Regions from separate parts of the Mus musculus genome. Here region 1 is linked to region 2. Evidence: chromatin contacts called from public Hi-C data. All regions are on one chromosome and are shown on one strand. The core of a region is the stretch at or near the end of the contact, and the rest is flanking DNA. Distances in the headings are between cores, read along the strand shown. Region 1 has its middle 9.8 kb from the start of Gm13985. Region 2 overlaps 4930412B13Rik (RIKEN cDNA 4930412B13 gene).

Evidence for each region. A called contact is a pair of places that touch in the nucleus more often than the background predicts.
Region 1: a Hi-C map of the C2C12 cell line shows a contact between it and region 2, with 2.3 times the contacts expected there. The contact joins two enhancer-like sites. A contact is called at or near these places in 1 of 15 datasets of contacts at CTCF or cohesin (the NIH/3T3 cell line), 6 of 484 Hi-C or Micro-C datasets (the C2C12 cell line, adipose-derived mesenchymal stem cells, embryonic fibroblasts and 2 more) and 2 of 115 datasets of contacts at active chromatin or transcription factors (embryonic fibroblasts and pancreatic cancer cells).

Annotation. Positions count from the first base shown.
Region 1 is chr2:117,801,602-117,804,323 of GRCm38.p6, reverse strand. No RefSeq gene overlaps it. Among named protein-coding and RNA genes, the nearest start is that of Gm13985, 9.8 kb to the left of the region's middle. Within about 2 kb of position 1,428, at least 51 of the 459 cell types and tissues checked have an H3K27ac peak or open chromatin away from gene starts, as enhancers often do. A contact at or near this core is called in the C2C12 cell line and pancreatic cancer cells, where this site is marked.
Region 2 is chr2:117,880,905-117,883,820 of GRCm38.p6, reverse strand. All of the region lies in intron 3 of 4930412B13Rik (RIKEN cDNA 4930412B13 gene), which reads right to left. The region is part of intron 8 of Gm13986 (predicted gene 13986); the gene reads left to right. Among named protein-coding and RNA genes, the nearest start is that of 4930412B13Rik, 60 kb to the right of the region's middle. Within about 2 kb of position 1,545, at least 38 of the 459 cell types and tissues checked have an H3K27ac peak or open chromatin away from gene starts, as enhancers often do. A contact at or near this core is called in the C2C12 cell line and pancreatic cancer cells, where this site is marked.

The DNA.
Region 1 (2,722 bases), core at 179-2,678, 79 kb after region 2:
ACTCCTTAAACAGCCATTGCCAGGGCATTATGCCATTGAGAAATAAACTATGCATATCCTGCCTCAGTCTTAGAAGTGTAGGGCTAACATATACATTCTATTTGCACATAGATTTAGCAAATTTGGGATTCTCTCCTTCTATATAGTAAGATAAATATAGATATATCCATACAGACTTAACTTCAATTAATTTTCATAGCTCTAGAAGCCTTGAGTAAAATGACAACAGCCATTACATATCATGGAACCCCAATGATATTGCATGTGACTGTGGTGAGCTTGAAATAAGAAAGATTTGTTCTTCCAAACTTGTGCTGCTGATAAGCTTATTAAGAATATTTTATTCAACTAAATTAAAATAAAAAGTAATAGTAAAATACATCAAACACAGATATTCATCAGATAGTCTTACTAGGCAAGCAATCTGTAGTCACCATATTGGAAGACCACTTGGCATATTTATTGGCTAGATGTGCAGATGCCTGCAGAATCAGCCATTTGGTTTCCAGTATAGACTTAGCAGAAGTGAGTAACTGCAAAAAGGTCAAGTTGGAAAGTAACCAAAGAGTTGAACAGTAAAGAAACATTATCTGTTCATACAGTTAATGGCAGTGTAATTAACAGGACAAGAAGAATGAAGATCCCCAACCCTTAGCATACAACACCATGAAAGAAATTCATAAACATTATTCTGAGTAAAATTTAAAAAACGACACTTACATATAAGGTGAAACATGTTTATATTATTAAAACCCAGAATAGAGTTTATCCATAGACAGTATGAGAGGAGATCCTGGGATAGTGTCTAATTTCTTCAGCTGTATCTTAGTTGGATTGATATGTCACATTTGTAGACATGTGTCTGGCATCACATGCCATCTATGATTAAGCTATTTTATCTGTGTCCATTATATTTCAACAATCATTTTGTAGTTTTTTTTCCCCATGTGCTAGTTCATTCAACTTACACAATAACTCCAGGCAATAAGAAGGGCGGGATAACTTTCTCCCAGTTACCAAGAAGTGAACCTGACTCAAAGTTTTGTCCAAAGCCTTTGGGCTGATTAGTCATAGATCAAGATCAGGTAAAAGAAGGCAGTGCTTTATAGGCAGATCGCTCTGATGCCTAAAAGGTATTTAATAAATACTGTCTAGTGCTAAGTTGTAGAGTTCCTAGTAACAAAAAGGTAGTCATCTTACCGTGAAATTTTCTGGGGCAGTGGTGCATGTGTATGTGTGTGTGTGAGTGTATAGTGTGTGTGTGTGTGTGTGTGTGTGTGTGTGTGTGTGTGTGTGTGTGTGTGTGAGATCTCTGGCTGGATCACATGCATTCTCTCCTCAGAAGGAAACAGAGATATGCTCTGATTCAAATGCCCTTGGTGCTGCCAAAATACCTGTGGAAAATTGTGCAACTATGTCCCTCTAGGGCTTAGAAGTGAATGAGTCACACCCTCAGTTCTCAGACATAGTGCCCAGGAAAACAGGAAAGCTCACGTCGGCAGAAATCCATTATGTGACCTTGGATTAATCATTGAGCTTCTTTAGGGGCAATTGTCTGAAAGACCAATAGTATGAGATTCCCTCACTTAGAACCATATGTGTGTTCCTCCTGTAGTATACCTTTGTGAGGTTCCCTAAGGTTTTTTCCCTTCCACACATGCAACCATATTTCATCATTTTTAGAGGCATTGGACTGTATTCAAACTTGCCAGTTCCCTTCTGGTCACTTAAGATCAGATTTTACTTGTTTACATTTGAAATTCAGCATGGCCAGTTCCCTGCCTATCTTTAGCTAAGAAAGAAGACAATCAACTGAGTTATATAAGTAACCAGAAGTCATATGCAATTTCTTAATCATGCTTCCTCACAAAATATTCTATAGATGAGCTAGGATGTGGTACAGTGGTTGCTAAGCATGGCACAGGGCCATGAGTTCTATCCCCAAAAGTGCAAAAAAAAAAAAGTGTAATAAAACTTTTCTTGTCAACATAAAATTCCAGTTATTTATGATGTGGAAAACAAAAGAGATAAGAAGTCCCAGAAATGAAATCTGTAATTACTTGGATAATAACTCTGAACCTTCTTTGGAAAAAAATATGTAGAATGTAAAATGTTTTGATTTAGGGCTCAACTGTAATGTCAAGGTCATCCAATCATCCAATGAGCTCAGAAGGAATCTGAGAAAAATAAAGAGATAAATAGAAGCAGATGTTTGGAAACACTTGAATATTGCTAGGGAAATTGTATGGTTAGAAATCAAAATGTCTGTGTTGTATCCTCCACCCTAATAAGGCTATGATATCAGGCATTTAAGTGGCTGTTCAGCAACTTTTCAGAAAAGAGCCATGGTTCCATGTCCTCTATCACTAAATGCCTCCATGAGGTGTATTTTGAAATGAAGTCTTTGTTAGGATACCCCGAAGGAGCTATCCTGTCATGATTTCTATTACTCAAGACCTGCATTTAAAATTAGCAAAAGAGCATTTTGTTGGCAAGGAGATAACATTAGAAAGATTTTGTTTTTCAATTGGTCAGCACTTTCATCCTCAGAAGCAAACTTCTCTTGCTTTTAGTTGGTACAATGGCAAGAAGTAGAAACTCCCAGTTTATATTTAGTTGTCAAAGCATGACGTGCTGTTAACATAGTTCTGTGGAAGATATCGAGCCCTAAGGATCAAACCACAGATTAACAAAAGCCCAGTGAGGAGGTAGGATCTTCTGA
Region 2 (2,916 bases), core at 296-2,795:
GTTTGCTCAAGGTCAGCCTGACCTACATAATAAGTTCCAGGCCAAAGGGGGCTCTGTTAGAAACTCAACAAACAAACAAGAGAACAAACAAACAAAAACAAAGCTATGATTGAGCAATACCTTACATAGAGATTGGATTTACAAAGGGAAGGCTGTAGTTGACTTTCTCTCTTTATACTGGGGTTTCGGGCACTCATCTTTTATGAGTTCTCTGAAAACTGCTCAAATGTGTCCTTCATTGTGACCATGACTGTGTCCTTGCCATGCTCCGTGCTGACCCCTGAACCTTTCAGCATGCCAGCAAAGGTTGTTTCAAATTCTTCAAAAAAGCTTTGGGTTTTAGATGAATGGTTTTTAGTCATTAAATATGTGTCATTTCACAGTTGTTGCTAGTTTCTGAAGTCCCCAGGAACCTAAGTACTGGATCTGATGAGAGGGAGCTGCGGATGGGGGAGAGGAACCATTTTTAGGAAAGTTGAGTAGACACTGGTGAGCAAAACCCCCTCTTTAACTCAGAGCATGCCACCCCTAAATGTAATTCTTCTTCCTCAAATAAACAGTCTGTTGATTTGTAATTCATGCTTATGTATCCCAGTGATATGTCATGTATTAAATGATGGATCAGGCCAGAAAATACATTGGCTCAATAGTGGGTATCTTTTCTTCCTTGGGCTGGGTCAGACACCTGTCAACATGGCAGCTGGTGATGGGTTGACCACAAAGCCAGCTGCTCAGTTTCGCTTGGGAAATCCTCTTGTTTCATCAGTTTGGGGATGACCACAAACTGGAATTAAAAGTCTTGCTCACGGCTGGGACCTGAGCAGAATTCATGACACCCAATGTATATCATCCTGTCTATACACCTTTGGAGGGCAGTCACAGCCAATGAGCTGAAAAAGAAGGCATATGGATGTGTGTGTGTGTGTGTGTGTGTGTGTGTGTGTGTGTGAGAGAGAGAGACAGAGAGAGAGAGAGAGACAGAGAGAGAGAGAGAGAGAGTTAGTTTGTGCCTATGGTGTGTTTTACTGAAGTATTTAAAATTTCTTTACATAAATGAAATTGCAGTAAAATGTATAGATCTTACATTGTAAACTGTACATTTTGATTAAGATATAACATATGAACACAGATATTTCTCTATCCTAGATGGTTCTCACATAGTCAGTGTCACTGCATAAAGTCAGCCTCATTTTGACTTCCTTGCACCCTCATTAGCTTTGCTCATTTTTCTGTCACTGATGCTCACACAGCTGCCTGGTGTCTCACGATCCTCCCCATCTGACACGCATCTGTAGGGATCCACGCATGCTCTTGCTTGTTTCAGCATTTGATCCTCTTCTTTTTGTTGAGTCACATTGCATTGCAGAAAGATGCCATGGTTTGTTTGTCCATTTTCCTGAGAGACACCACAGTGCTTTTTGTTAGAGCTGCTCTGAATAAAGCCATAATGAGCATTCCTGGGCACAGTGCTTGGGGACATGTGTTTTCATTTCTCTGGGGGTGATCTCTGAGGAGAGGAATGGTAAGATCATGACTAACAGTTGTCGTTTTCATTTTAACCACACTAGGGGGTGTTGTGTGGTGTCTGTCTGAGCTTTGCCTCTGCACACCCCCGATGAGTAACAGTGTCAAGCATCTTTATGTCGTCTTTGGTGAAATAGCTAAGATGTTTGTCCCTTTACACTGGGTCTTTAAAACAGTCTTAATTTATCAGTGTTTTGATTATATACAAAATTACATGTACTTATGAAGTAAAATGACCATTTATTCATATAAAACTTGATAACAACAACTAACACAGGAGAATATTAACCAGAAATGTACGAGTATCAGCCTACTTTATTGCAGTTCTGTTTTCATATTTTAAAAGTATATATAATATATTAAATTGTTTTAAAATATGTGTTTAAAAATTACATATTACCCTACATGTATGTTAGTGTAGCGTGTGAATGCCTAGTAACTGCAGAAATCAGAAGTGGGCATCCAGTCCCCTGGAACTAGAGTGACAGCTGGTTGTAAGTTTCCATGTGGATGCTGGGAACCCAACCCATATCCTTTGCAACTGTCCTTAACCATCTCTCCAGGCCCATAGACACTCTTTATACAGCTTAAATGCATCCTTTGCCCAGCATATGCATTTTAATGCCTTAGTTTCAAGCCTTTTGCCTTCAGCTTTTATTCTTTTCCTTTCCCCTTCAGTAATTGCTCTGCAAACTCGTCCATATTCACTTGAACACAGTACTACTCCATGTGGAATGCAAGGGGCCCACCACAGCACACTGCCAGGTATCTTCCTTGTCGTTTTGACGGTTACTTTTGTATCATTTGCTACTGCACAGGTTACAGACCTCCAAAACCAAGGCTTTTGCTTTTACTTTTAATTTTTGCCTTAAATGCTTCCTCTCCTGGCTTGGCTTGATACAATCTAGAATCATCTGAGAGAAGACCATTCGTTGAAGAACTGCCTAGATAACGTTGGTGCCTGGGCATGCCTAGGAAGAGTTGGTTAATTGATGTCTGAGGGCCCAACCTACAGAATACAAAGAACTTCATTGGATCTGTAACCTTCTAGGATGGAGGGCTTCATGTCTAGGGGAGAGTCCACTGCTCTCTGTAAAGCCAGCCATCATTTATTGCTGGTTTGTCTGGTTCATTGAATTGTTTTCTGGGTATTTGCTTTCTTGAGATTTTTTGGAACTTATCAGCACATGTGATGTTTGGTTCTTCACCACTCCCTTCAATTTTCTTTCTGTCTTTCTCTGAGGCTCTGTGAGCATACATAATGATCGGGTGTGGCGTTCCCAGAGACTTCTTTCAATCATTTTTCTTTCAGCTCTGTCTTGGGTAATCCTCATGTTATTAAATTCAACAACAGGGCTCACAGGTTTTTTGTTTGTTTGTTTGGTTTTTTGT